3 separate regions of the Mus musculus genome follow, and all the other regions are linked to region 1. Evidence: chromatin contacts called from public HiChIP or PLAC-seq and promoter capture Hi-C data. All regions are on one chromosome and are shown on one strand. The core of a region is the stretch at or near the end of the contact, and the rest is flanking DNA. Distances in the headings are between cores, read along the strand shown. Region 1 holds the start of Ppp1r26 (protein phosphatase 1, regulatory subunit 26). Region 2 has its middle 35 kb from the start of Olfm1. Region 3 overlaps F730016J06Rik (a long non-coding RNA gene).

The links. Promoter capture Hi-C pulls out the DNA fragments that hold promoters and counts their contacts. HiChIP or PLAC-seq counts read pairs in DNA pulled down with a chosen protein or histone mark.
Region 2: an H3K4me3 HiChIP or PLAC-seq map of forebrain shows a contact between it and region 1, with 2.7 times the contacts expected there. The contact joins the enhancer-like site here to the promoter of Ppp1r26 in region 1. A contact is called at or near these places in 9 of 39 promoter capture datasets (the 3T3-L1 cell line, 3T3-L1-derived adipocytes, the C10 cell line and 4 more), 3 of 115 datasets of contacts at active chromatin or transcription factors (embryonic basal ganglia, forebrain and stem cell-derived neural progenitor cells) and 3 of 9 other capture datasets (adipose tissue, liver and pancreatic islet).
Region 3: a promoter capture Hi-C map of hippocampal neurons shows a contact between it and region 1, with 6 times the contacts expected there. The contact joins the enhancer-like site here to the promoter of Ppp1r26 in region 1. A contact is called at or near these places in 8 of 39 promoter capture datasets (the 3T3-L1 cell line, cranial neural crest, hippocampal neurons and 3 more), 1 of 484 Hi-C or Micro-C datasets (nephron progenitors), 5 of 115 datasets of contacts at active chromatin or transcription factors (embryonic basal ganglia, embryonic forebrain, embryonic limb bud and 1 more) and 3 of 9 other capture datasets (adipose tissue, liver and pancreatic islet).

The regions. Positions count from the first base shown.
Region 1 is chr2:28,443,771-28,448,260 of GRCm38.p6, forward strand. It overlaps Ppp1r26 (protein phosphatase 1, regulatory subunit 26), which reads left to right and starts at 3,076. Exons shown (of 4, transcript NM_001005420.2): 1 at 3,076-3,126; 2 at 4,115-4,212.
Region 2 is chr2:28,168,261-28,172,883 of GRCm38.p6, forward strand. No RefSeq gene overlaps it. Among named protein-coding and RNA genes, the nearest start is that of Olfm1, 35 kb to the right of the region's middle. Within about 2 kb of position 1,256, at least 20 of the 459 cell types and tissues checked have an H3K27ac peak or open chromatin away from gene starts, as enhancers often do. A contact at or near this core is called in forebrain and hippocampal neurons, where this site is marked.
Region 3 is chr2:28,098,025-28,102,441 of GRCm38.p6, forward strand. F730016J06Rik (a long non-coding RNA gene) reads left to right here. Exons shown (of 10, transcript XR_003953783.1): 2 at 1,776-1,981. Among named protein-coding and RNA genes, the nearest start is that of F730016J06Rik, 4.9 kb to the left of the region's middle. Within about 2 kb of position 1,342, at least 29 of the 459 cell types and tissues checked have an H3K27ac peak or open chromatin away from gene starts, as enhancers often do. A contact at or near this core is called in hippocampal neurons, where this site is marked.

The DNA of each region.
Region 1 (4,490 bases), core at 1,826-4,325:
GCTGCCTTTCACAGTTCTACACTCTACTACCTTGCCAGGGGTCAAGAGAAGGCTTCGAGTGGCATACTAGCCCCAGAGTTGTCCAGAGGCCTCCACATGCAATGTCTAGACTCTTTCCTACCTCTGTTACCTGCAGAATACAGAACTGCAGGATAAAACTGCATACACATACATACAGCACAGGAAAAACACTCAAATATATATATATATAGATAGATAGATAGATATAGATATGTGTGTGTGTGTGTGTGTGTGTGTGTATATATATATATATACCATTAACTAAATAATAAAATAAGAAAGGACACGGTGGTACACATCTGTAATCCCAGCACACTCAGGGAACTGAGGCAGAAGGATCACACGTTTAAGACTAACCTGGGCTACAGAGTGAGTCCAGGGCTAACCTAAGCAACCTAGGAGATTCTCTAAATGTTTAAACACTAAACAGAGAGCTAGATACATGGGTTAGTGGTGGTACATATGCCAAACAAGCATGAGACTCTGGGTACAACCAGGACACAAGAGAAATGGGTCTAGAGCCAGGAAGTTACGTCATCAGGGTAAAGGAGCCCAGGACCTTCCTCTTGCTCTACTTCCAGGCTGTTGTAAGGTGAATAATGGTCACTACCACATGGCTCTGCCATGTTCTATTTTGCCACAGGGTTAAGAAATGGCCAAGCAACCAAGAAGGGCAACTTCCAAAACCCTAAATCAAAATAAATCTTTCCTTCTTTTACTTTATTTGTGGAAGTGTGTGTGCATGTGAGTCTAGGTGCCTGTGGGAGCCAGAAGAGGGCATCAGATCCCCAGGAGCCACTTATCAGCTGGTCCTAAGCTACCCACCACAGGGGCTAGGAACTGAACTTGGATCCTCTGAAAGAGCAGTAAGTGCTCTTAACAGCTAAGCCATCTCTCCAGACCTGTTTTTTCCCACTTCAAAGTTGTCCAACTCATGTATTCTGCCACAGCAAAGAAAGACTGACTAACAACACATCATGGGCAAAGCTATTGTGGGCGGGCTTATGCAAGCCCAGCTGTCAATCACCTGACAAATTAAACTACAGAAAAACAGAAAAATTGTGCATAGCAAACCAACAGATAAAAACAGTAACCCTTGGCTGTGGGTGAAACCCAGTGGTAGAGCTCTGGCCCAGCATATGAGAGGCCCTGGGTTCAATCCCTGGTACCACAGAGGAAGAAAAAGAAGGGAGGATGAGGAGAAAGAATAACTCCAAAGTCAAAAGATTATAATCCTTGTAATGTCAGCCCTCCAGAGGCTGAGGCAGGAGAATTGCAAGTTCAAGGCTACCGACCAAGCATGGAAGGGGTGGAGGAAGAGAGAGAGGGACAGGGAGATGGTGAGACTGCTGCAGACTCAGTGGTACGGCAGCTCTACAAGCTGGCAGGAAGTGGGAAATATCTGCTTACCCTGAAGGCAGTGAGGTAGATCCCTGTGGTGACAAAATGAGAGGCTCTTAGGTTTGACTGCTTGGTCCCTGATTGGTGGACCTGTTTTTGGGGAGGGCTAGGGGGTGTGGTCTTAGTGAAGGTGAGTCACTGGGCATGGGCTTTGAGGTTTCAAAGGTTTCAATTTGCTTTCTCTGTGTCAGGCTTGTGGGTCAAGATGTAAGCTCTCGGCTATCGCTCCAGCACCATGCCTGCCTGTCTGCTGCCATGCTCCCTGCCATGGTGGAATGAACTCACCCTTTGAAACCGTAAGCTTAATAAACTCTTTCTTCTATAAGTTGCCTTGGTCATGGTGTCTCTTCACAGCAGTAGAAAATAACCAAACAGTCCTCATCTCTGAAGGGCACCTGCCAAGTGTCAGCACCTCGCATCTCTCCCAAGCAGACTACTGTCTTCTAGGCATTAGACCAGGAGACATACACAGAGTGGCTTCAGGGACACCCAAAGGTGTTTCTCACAACACTAAAAGCATTCCAAAATAGGCCTACAGCTACATCTTGGTGATGGTATTATTGGTTGTGTAATTCTCTCTAAATGTTCATAATATTACTTCATAGTGACAAAAACTCAGGCCAGGTGTGATGGCACTTGCCTTTAATCCCAACACTCTGAAGACAGAGGCGAGTGGATCTGTGTAAGTTTGAGGTCAGGCTCATTTATATAACAAGTCTCTAGGGGTTTCTCCTGTCAGATCCCTGGCACTCTCTAATCATTTCCTCTGCCTTATCAGACAGGGTGAGTGCCTAGGGCCGGGGGTGAGCCTGGCTTGTTCCCTGACATGATCAATACAGAATCTCCAGACATGTCTAAAAAGTAAAAGAAAACTAGGGAGATTTCCGACATCACATACAGTGTGCCACAGAGCCAAGAAATTCCACTGTATAATCCTGACCGCGTTGGCGGAAGCTAGTCCTATCCCACCTGTTCCTAAGACCACTGGTGTGAATGTGGAGCAAGGTCACCCTGCATGACTCCTGTTGCTTAGTTCTCCTCAGCCTCAGGGTTCCTATCTTTAAGCACACTCTAAGATCTGGCTAAAGTGGGGAGAGGGGGCATTGTGCATAGACATATAGAAGCGTTCTACAATGTAAAGGGACTTGGGTAGCCCAGAAGGCCCCGCGGTGTCCAGAGCAGGCAAACTAAGCACAATCTTGAGCTGGGTGCAAACTGCAGGCAAGGAAGCACACCTTTGCTGTGTTTGAGGATAGGAAGGGCAACTGTGAGCAGATGCCAGGCACGCGGGGGCCACTGGATCTGGACCAAAAAGAAGGTATGTGCGAGGGTCCGGCCGCCCTCCTTCTCTTCACGGCCACGCCTCTCGCCGTGGCCAACTTGCCGACGCGCGCGACCTCCTGAACCCCTGGGCTGCGCACGCTCTCGGCGCCCGGAGCTGCGCCAGGCCCCGGGTGGGAGGACAAGGAGGGTCCCCGCGCAGGCTCCGAGTCCCGCGGGCGCCGCGGCCGTTTCCAAGCTGCCCCATGCGCTCCTCCCGCGCGCCGTGCGTGTCCGAGCGCGGGCGCTCGCAGTGCAGGTGGGCGCGCTCTCGCGGGCGGGGGTCCGGCCGGGCCGCGCGCCTCCCCCGGAACTCGGCCGTGCCATTCCCATGATGCCCAGCCACCGGGCACGGCTTCCGGAGCGCGGTCGCCGCCGCCGCGGGTAGGTGGCGGGAGAGACGGCCCGGGGTGGGGGGTGGGGGTCGCCCCGCCCCTCGCCGCGCCGGCCCCGCCCTCCTTTCCCGCGCTCCCACGGCGCGCCGGGCCCCTGAGTCCCCGCGGGACTCCGCGGTGGCTGCGGGCGCCCGACCGAGGGAGGGCGGGGCGGGAGTGTCCGTGCTTCCCCGCTCTCCGGGCCCGGCGCCTCCCGGGACGCGGGGCGCAGGGCGGGCAGCTGGGCTGGCTTCGTGGTGCAGGCCGCGGCGTGCAGGGTCCGGATCGGGTTGGTGGCTGAGGCTGGTGTTATCACGGGAGAGGGTCCCGGCCCCCGGGAGGCGCCTCTCGCGGATGCCTGGCGCTTGTTGCGCCCTGCGTTCCTCGAGAGCCAGCGGGCGCCGGGCGGGCCCAGGTGTGGCTCAGGTGAGGGGCGGGCTCCCGGTCACTGAGGCCGGCCTGGCCTTCAAGGCTGCCTTCTCGACCTGCCACGAACAGCTTCGAGACTCCCGGATTCCCTAAGCCTGGGATCCCAGAAAATTACTCGGGGGGGATGGATGGATGGGGGCACAGACCAGCCGGAGGCCCTGCCACTGACTGGAGAAGGGTTGGCATTAACCTGCTGAAGACCAGACTGCGGCTCCCTCTCAGACAGTGAGAAGAGCAGTCAGTACTCAGGCAGCAGGGGGATCTGTCTCCCCTTGCTTCCAGCACTGTGCACAGGGATTGGCAGTCACAACAATTTTTCTGGGGGCCGAATCTTGTCAGCACCTCTGGCTCCTAAGGACCAAATCTTACCCACACCCACTTTAAGTTGGAGTACAGGGCCCTCTACATCATAAGTTAAGTGCAGAGTCCATGCTGGGGGGGGGGGGGCAGAGAGGGGTGATGATTGTACCCACAACCACCCTGGAAACCTGATTCCCAGAGCCTCCAGTTTAAAGCCCCAATTCTGGCTTCAGCTCACATTTCTAACTGTGAAGTTCATGGTTCTCCAGAGTGACAGCTCCCAAGATTGACCAGGTAGCTGGACCAACAACCATTAAGACTGTCAGAGGAGCTCAGTTCTGGGTCCATCGTTATAAGCTGTGAGCAGGTGAGTGGAAATAAACTGATTTATTCCCTCGGCTCTGCACCTGCTGTCATGTTAAGATATTAATGTTACTCACCCCATCCCACCCTGCCCTGCCCCAACGGGGAAAGCACTTTTTGTTGTGTTTACTTTGGTGGGTTGAGACAGCATCAAGTAGCCCAGATACTGTCTTTGAACTAGATAAGGAACCAGTACTAGCCTTGAACTCCTGATCCTCTGGCCTTCACCTGAGATTAAGGCATGCATACCCCACCACACCCTACTCGATTCAGACCCTTCAC
Region 2 (4,623 bases), core at 6-2,505, 280 kb before region 1:
ATTATTGTAATAAAACACTATAATCAAAACAACTTGAGGAAGAACGGGTTTATTTCAGCTTATAACCCTCAGGTTACAGTCCATTAATGAGGGAAGTCATGGCAGGAATTCAAGGAGTTCCTAGAGTCAGGAACTGAAGCAGAAGTCTTGGAGAGTGCTCCTTGCTGGCCTGCTTCTCCCAGCTTGCTCAGCCTGCTTTCCTATAGCTTCCCAGGACCACCAACCCAGGGGTGGAACCACCTACAGTAAGCTGGGCCCTCACACATCAACCATCAGTGAAGGAAAATGTACCACAGGCTTGCCAACAAGCCAATCTGGTGGGGGCATTTTCTTAGTTGAAGTTCTCGCTTCCAAAAGAAGCCTAGCATGTGTCACATTGACATAAAATTAACCAGCACACCATCTATTCATTTCTGTGTGTTCACCTACCCATTGCTCCTGCTGCCTATCCTATCCTATCCATCCATCCACCATCCATCCATCCATCTGTCCATCCATCTATCCATTATCCATCCACCCACCATCCATCCATTGGTTCTTCAATGGGTCCATTCATCTATTCATTCATTTACCTGCTCATCTATCCATATGTGCATCCATTCATCAGCCAATCCATCTATCCATTCATTATTCACCCACCCATCTACCCAGCCACCTGTTCATCTACACATCTATGCATCCATCCATTAACCTTCCTGTCCACCTATTTATAAATCCACCCACCAATCAACCAGCCCATCCCCCTGGTGCAGTGGGTCCCACACAAGGCCTAGAATGCTAGTTCAGCTGCAGAAGCTTAGCTGGGAGTGAGATGATCTCCCAAGTGCTCCCTACCAGGCAGGCTTGGTGACTGGTGGACATCTCAGAGAAATGGGCCATGGCTGTTATGCAGAATGAAGTCTCTTGCCCAACCACCAGCGCTTCCCTCTCAATCCTCTTACATCCTCTACCCCCAGGCTGATGTAGTCATCCAGCTAGAAGTGGATACCTGGATTTCCCTGGTGAGTGGCTGAGCTGACTGGGCCTGCAGCCAAAGTCAAAGGGGCAGAGGAATCAGGGTGAGCAAACCCTGAAAGCAGATGAAAGTCACGACAGACCAGAGAAAATGATTCTGCCCTGGCATCCTAGATCCACGTAGGGCTACTTGGGTGGTGCATATAACAGAAGGGCTCACATGCAGCAGGGCAGCACAGACACCTGCCGTGTAGACACGTTTGTAAGGGGGGGGGCTGCTTGTGAACGCAGCTGCCCACACGCCAGCTTGCGATGCAGGGCTGCCTTCATTCTCTCTGCATAACACTCAGCCTACACTCTCTCAGCACGACTCCCGCCCAGCAAAGCTCTGAGAAATCAATGTCAGCAGCAACTGAGTCCACCGTTTTTTCCATTTCGCCCCCTCTCTTCGCACTCCTAAATTTGCCTGCATGGGTAATTAAAGGATTATTTTCATCTGATGTTTGGAGAATCCAGGCTGTTGGCATTGGGGGTGCTTAGAGTAAGGAAGGGGTATGAAATTATTGACCCCTGAGTATGCAAGGTACCTGCATCTTCCCAGGGCACCCGGACTGGGTACAAGCCAGAGGAAGGGGGGGGGGTCTACTGAGGAATACTACATCTTGCTTCAACAATGGGAAATAGCAACTACCCCTGCTGAGAGCATCAAGGGGGTCTCTCTCTCTCTCTCTCTCTCTCTCTCTCTCTCTCTCTCTCTCTCTCTCTCTCTCTCTCTCTCTCTGACAAGATGTAGGACACAATGGAAGCCAAGCACTGCTGTTCCCTGGATAGGTACACCAATAACTTACAGACGTAACCCTAGGGATTCTTGTCTGCACCCAGCCTGGCCAGGGCAGCACGAGGCAGGGCAGGGCTAGCCATCTGCAACTGAGCCTGGCTCAGCTGGGAACTGGGTAGATTCCTGGAGCGGGTGCTAACACCGTTCACATTCTCATTTCCAGGAATAAAATCAGTTCTACCCAAAACCTCATTCCCTCAGCCTCTCCAGAGCAGATGGGCTAGACCAAAGTAATCATGGACACTCTGATTTTCCTCAGTCATCGATCACCCCGTGCCGCCCGCCATCACTGCCCATTCCTATTTCTGGCTCCCCAGCAAGGATGGCCAGAAACCAAGAGCCTCATAGGGTGCAGTAGCCATGAGGGCCTTTGCTCAGACCCCACAAGGCACCCTTCATCCAGCAAGATTAGTTTTCAAGCCAAAGTTGAGAGGCCTCCATCCCTGAAAGAGAGCTGGGTCTTCTGAGCTTGAGACAGCCTGACTACTAGACACAGGTAGATGAGGTGAATCTTTGAAGAGAACATGAGGCATATATCAGCATGATAGGCAGACATCATGGGGAAGGCGGGAGTTGCCGGTTAAAGAGGGGCCAGAAGGACCAGGCTGACTTCAGTGATCCAGGAGAGAGCATCTGACACTCTTTCTCAGTCTCAGTCACAGGGCTACCCTGAATGACAAGGACAACATATGCTCAACCCCCGGTCCTCACCCGTCACCACCTGCAGCTTCCAAGAAAGCTTGCTCATCATCGAGGCTCCTGTCTACTGATTTGTATTTGTTCCACCAGCAGCTGCTGGCACCTGTTCCAGATGTAGGAGCAGGTAAGGCGCTGGGCACACACTGAGCCAGTCGGAAATGATACACAAGGCAAAGCTGAGGGCATCTTGCCTTCCAGGCCTCTCTCTCCCAGGTCCTCCATTCTCACTCATTCTGGATGGCAGCAAAGCTAGACAGAGCCATGCAGATGTCCCCAACTAATGTCCTGTGAGTGACAGCTCTGCTTCTGCACAGACCCTTGCCCTGCAGGCTTCACATTCTTCCCTCGGGCTCAAGAATGAGACGGGGATGCTGTCAGGGATGGCTCTGTCAGTGTTTGCCATGTAAGCATAAGGAACAGGGTCCAACTCCCCAGCACCCATGTGAAGACGTGGTGGCACACACCTGTGATCCCAGAACCATAATGGGGTGGGGGTGCATTTGAAGATAGGCAGATCCCCAGAGTTACTGTTCAGCCGACCAGTGAATAGGTAAGCTCTGGGCTCTGTGAAAGACCCTGTGTCAAAAATAAGGAAGACACCTAATATCAACCTCTGCCCTTACACACACACACACACACACACACACACAGAGAGAGAGAGAGAGAGAGAGAGAGAGAGAGAGAGAGAGAGAGAGAGATCTGGCTTCATGACCCTTCTTGTGCCTACCCAGCTAGAGCCCCTTGGCCTGACCCAGGAAGTCCCTGGTGCTTGCAGTCATCAATCCAGGGGACCAGGGGACCAGGAGAGTAAGAGTACACTAAGCTACACCACAGCATGAGAAAGCAGATCTCCAGGTGGGTGAGGAAAGCTTCCATTCAAACTTCATACACACACACACACTTTGTCTTTCTCAGGTATGACAGGTGGATCATAAGACCAAGTGAGCTGGTATCACCACAACATACCGCCACTGGCACTGTGTGGGGGTGACTTTCTATCATGTCGAGTAAAGGCAAAGAACAGGAAGCTTGAACAGGACCTGACTCAGCTCTACAAATGGGTCAAGTGCTTAAGGATAACTAAGATTATGTGTTGTGAGCCCTGGAGGATGAGCAAGAACAGAGTTGATCATTTAGTTATTGTTACTCCAGCGCTGAATGGCTACTGCGACAGACAGATAGCTTCTTCAATGTGACCTCCACAGGCTCCATCATTCATTCTGCCTCTGCTGTAGGAGGGTCCCCTGTCCCCTTCCCTAGATCCTGGGCTCTCTCTGGCATCGAAGCCCACACAACACCAAGAAACAATGGGTGCGACTTCTAAGACCAGATCATAAAAGGACACGTGTTTCCTTCTTCCTTGCTGCACGGACCAACTCCCTGGGTGCCCAGCAGCTGTGCTGGAAGGCAGCCCGCCCCTGCCCCGTGAATCACCACATGCTGAGGTTGCATCCAGCATCTCTGGCTGTGGCCCCTGTTGACAAGGACCTGAGAAGCTAGTACATAGAGGCTGTGACTCCAGATGAGTGTCTGGCCTCCTCAGAGAAGGAAAACACTGTCCCCTCAGACCCCAATCATCATGGCAGACCTATGAGCAAGGTCAGCACTGACTATAGCTTTAGGGTCAGTTGGGGTGACCTGTTCCCTATGATTGGTGCAGGAGAGGAATGGGCTGCTGGAACTCAGGCCTGAGGAACTCGTCATTGGCTTTGACAGAGTTCAGCAGAGGAAACAGGAAAACTGTGGTCAAGGAGAAATGTGGCCAAGAAGCAGACGCCAGGAAGTGGTGGTGCACGCCTTTAATCCTAGCACTTGGGAGGCAGAGGCAGGCGGATTTCTGAGTTTGAGCCCAGCCTGGTCTACAGAGTGAGTTCCAGGACAGCCAGGGCTACACAGAGAAACCCTGTCTTGAAAAACCAAAACCAAAACAAAACAAAACAAAACAAAAACAAAACAAAAACAAAAACCAAAAAAAAAAATTGAAGCATGAAGCAGAAGCCTCAATGCGGTACTGAATGCCTCAAGGTACCAGATGCTGATAGTGAGGGCAAGGAGGGAGGAAAGAGGTAAATAGAGAGAGGGAGGAAAAGAAGGGGAAGGAAGGAAAGGAGGGAGAGAGGAGGAGAGGAGCA
Region 3 (4,417 bases), core at 92-2,591, 350 kb before region 1:
CTGTCTCCAACCCACTGAGCTCCCTCATCCAAGCACGCCAGCCCAAGGGTGCCATTCACAGATGAGAAAGCCCTTGGTTCTACCTTGATGTTTGTTGCTGTGATAAACACCGTGACCAGAACCAATGTAAGGAGCAAGGGCTTGATTTCAGCTTAAAGGCGACAGCCCATCACTGAGGACTGATGGATCGGGGCAGGAACTCCAGGCAGGAGCAGGAAGTAGAATCCATGGAGAAACAATCAAAAAAAATGTGTTTCACACAGGCACATGGGCCAATCTGACAGTCAATTTCTTGCTTGAGGTTCCCTCTTCCTGGGAGACTTGGTTTGTGTCAAGTTGACAATACAAACTAAACGGTATAGGCTTTGGCCCACACAGCTCAATGGCAAGCCCCCAGATAAGCAAGAATGGACACCCAGTGGTCATCATCTCAGAAAGGGTCAATAGAGACAGTCCCTTGTCTTACTGGCCACGGCTGGGAACAGAGGCTGACCAGCTGAAGGGGAGGGGGGTTTTAACCCGTACTCCCTGCCCACCAGTGCATCTCTGTGAGGGACCAAGGACACTTTCACTGACTTGAAGGGAATAGGCAAGTTCTTCAAGTGACAAAGAGCCACTTCTGTCCCCTTCCCTTCCCTGCCCTGCCCCCCAGCCCCCTATTGCGATCTATCTGAGGCATCTCTACTTGAATGCCTTTGTTTCTCAATCCCTGGAAGCCTTCAGCTTCTCTGTGGCTGCGGGAAACTGGGAAGCTTTGATTCGCTGAGAATCTGGGCTGTGGCTTTGGGGCTCAAAACAGGGGGGACCATTTCTCCTGGGAGGCGCGGGAGGAAAATAATTTCGGTGACTGTAGGTAATTAAGTCGCCACAGTGCTATGGAACATGCATTATATTATACGATGATTAATCCCTGGGACAGCGGGGAGATTTTTCATCTTCAAAGCTCTCCTCGGCTCCTCATTAATCATCTCAGCCCCAAGGAAAGAGAAGCTGCTTCAGTTCCTAAGAGAGGGGAAACTGAGTCAGCTGGGTTCCTCTGACTCCTCCCACACCTGGGTGGAGACAATACGCTACCAGGACCACCAAGGGCTTTCTCCCAAGTTGTTTCTCCTGGAGGCATCAGTCAGTTTCCCACCCTCACAGGGACCTGCATAAGAATCAATAAAAATGTTATTTTAAATGAAAAGAAAGCAGTCCAGCTCCGCCGGTGGGGGCTGCCAACGCCCGCCTGCCCGCCGCCCTTTCTCATCGCTTTTGTTCCCTCTGCCTGGGTACCTGCACATTTTCAGTGCGCAGCCTCTCTGGGAAAGCAAAGCCTCTCCCCGGTTTCTCAGCGAGCAGTTTAAAGGAAAGTGCTGTTTTGCTCGCAGACGCCTTCTTTTGCAATTGGGACATCGTGCTATAAATACAGCCCATCCTGCTTTGCATTCAAATTGTTGTGAAAGTTTGGGGCTGTAAATAATATGTTCTAGGTGCTTGAGACAGAATTTTTATTATTTTTTTCTCCCTGTTCCTGGAGCTAGTGATAAATTAAACATTTATTTTGCACTCCCACCATGCAATACAAAATACAGGGCTGATTGCTTCACACCTGACACCAAGCGTAAAGGTGACCCGTAGGTGAGCAGGGGGTGGGAAGCTGCCCAGAGTGGGAGAGGTTGGGGAGCAGGGGTGGAAGGAGCTGTTCTGAGTTCGGCCTTCCCCGTGATGGCGTTCTTCTCTGAATGACCTTCTGATAACAAGAAGGCTCACACCCAAATATCTGTTTCACACAGGGGAAACTGAGGCTGAGAGATGTCTGCTGCAAACACGTCTCCACCCACTATGACCTGAGTGTGCCCCCGGGGCTCACTCTCCCCTGGCCTGCAGTGATTTTTCTCTGGGTGTGCTGGAGAGTGGAGATGGGAAAAGCTACAGTCTCTGAACCCAACTGAAACAGGCTGCCCTGCACTCTGGACAGACCGATCCCTGGCAGTGGCAGGTAGGCCCTTACTGCAAAACTTGGTGCGCAATCTCCAGTCTCAGTTCCCTTGCCTTGAAATGAAGTAAAAAATAGAATTCCTTAGGCGCTGGGGAGGAGCAGGTAAAGTCTCTGGTATGCTTATGGGGGAGCAGCTGTGACCAAGGACCCCAATGCCCAGGAATAGTACCACTCCCTAAGATATGGAAGACACATGCAGGGTGCTAGGAGGTCCAGCCAGACATGAAGCCCGTGGGTGTCATTTCTTATTCTCTGAGCCCCTTGGCTAGGACCATCAGGAAACTACATCTAGCAGACAGGTCTAGATAGGACCTGTGTTGTAGATGAGAGGGCTCATCCTGGCATAACTGGGCTGCATTCAAACCTCAGGCTGAAGAGGAGGGGTGTGTGTGATCCAACTTCTGCTCTCTTCTGATGGAGACCACTGGCACTTTCACGAAAGGATGCACCTACAGACACGTGACTCAGCACACACCTCCAGAGACTCACAACCCATATGCTCACTGGCTCACAACACACACACACACACTCGCTCACAGCTCATAAATGCTCATGAATTCATCGCATGCACTCTCTCAGGCTCACATGTGTGCACATTCATGATCTTGAGTACACTCTCCAACACACTTCGTCTACCACCCGCACTCCATCCCACCAGAAGCTTCCCTCAGGCCAGAACAAGCTGGATGCACTCCCTGAAGCAATGCCGCACATGCTCAGTAGCAGCCACAGAAGGCAGTCAGCTCACCTCTAGACACCAGGACATACGGGCCCCTACCCAGCTCTGGGGGCACACTTGCCATCTTAGTCTTAGAGGACTGTATGGACAGACAGGAACAGGCTGAGCTGCTCTAGGTTGCTTCCCTAGTACAGACCACAATGACAACCTGCTGTGTTTCGGTACACTTTGCCGTGCTAATCAGCCCGAGGGCCAGCGGGTTGTGTACAGCTGAGGGAGAAGAGAGCTAGGCCTCAACGCATAGCCCTGGCTGCTGCACCAGACACAGTAGTGTTCTTATCTTCAAATGACACACCCACTGAAAACTCACTAACCTATGATCTTTCAGGCAGTACCAACAGGGTGGAAGCTTCTTTGGAAAATTCTAGAAAGTTCTCAGCATCATGAAAAGCCATTTTGGCTATTCCAAACTGGCCTGCCAAGGCTGACTACACCACCATCTGTAAGAGATCCTGATTCTTCAAGTGACACCATAGCCTTGACTGGATGCTATGACACTAGGGTCAAGTGGCTGTTGACCTTGAAGACGCAGCACAGAACTGTTAGTCTACCCCACCCTGTTCCCAGCCTCAGCACACTGAAGCCCTGCTTATCCAGCTCCCATCCCTTTGGTTTTGTTTGCTTTCCTTGAAGCAAAACCCTTCTTCTATGAGGCTGGCAGCCAGGATCACCTGGCCGACTTTATTTCCACAAGAGGCTGGACAGGTGTCAGCTCGTTGACTGTTGCCTATGTAGCGTCCCCTGTGGGACTTCCTAGAAAAAAAAAAACAGCAGGCAGTCCATCTCATCTTGTGATGACACTCAGACGGATCCTCGTGCCCACCTGCTCCAGGTATCCCCAGACTTCATCTTGGCAGGCAATACCATGGGGCAGTGTGTTCCAGGCAGCTCAACCCTTGGGCTTGTCACATGTGCGCGCGCACACACACACACACACACACACACACCTTGAGCTTGTAACACACGCACACACTGTGTGACCTCAACCCTTTGACAGAACCACTGGGCAACATTAGCCACCATCACACGGAGACACTGTGCATCCAAGAAGAACAGTTTTAGTTATGAGATACCTGATTGGAGCTAATTTCTTACCCATCCCTCACCTATAAGTGGGGGTGATGATAAATCTGGAACACATGCAAAGAGCCAGGGACAGGAACTTCAGGGAGAGTGGGCTCTGATGAGCTTAGTGGCTTTGAGTGCTATGATGAGCTTAAGGCTGTGATTACAAATACCATGTAGCGTGTGTGGTAAGACTAGAGAAACACAACACAGAGAAAAGAAATCAGGAGCTACCAATGCACAGCAACCACAGACACTTCAGAGCCCCTCCCCATCTGTCTACAAACATCTGGAAGCTGCTGACTCAGCCTCTAGATGGGACTGCACACCAACAGTAGATGCTTCCTTGTGACTCATATCTCTTCCTTCATGGATGCTAGGCAGGTCACACCCACTTTCCCATCACAGCTAGTAGGCCTTTTATAAATGCCTGTGTAGTTGTGTCTGCTGAACCTCTTCCTCGGAAGAACACAGGTCTTTCTGATCCAGGGCCAGTCATCCTGCTGATTACATGGGTGAGAGCTGAGGTTCCATGAGGAACTTTGTTGTGTCATGTCCCATGAAGAGCGGGACCAAACCCACCTGTTTCTGAAGGCTGGGCCCTAGCACTAGGGCTTCCAGGCATCTAGATC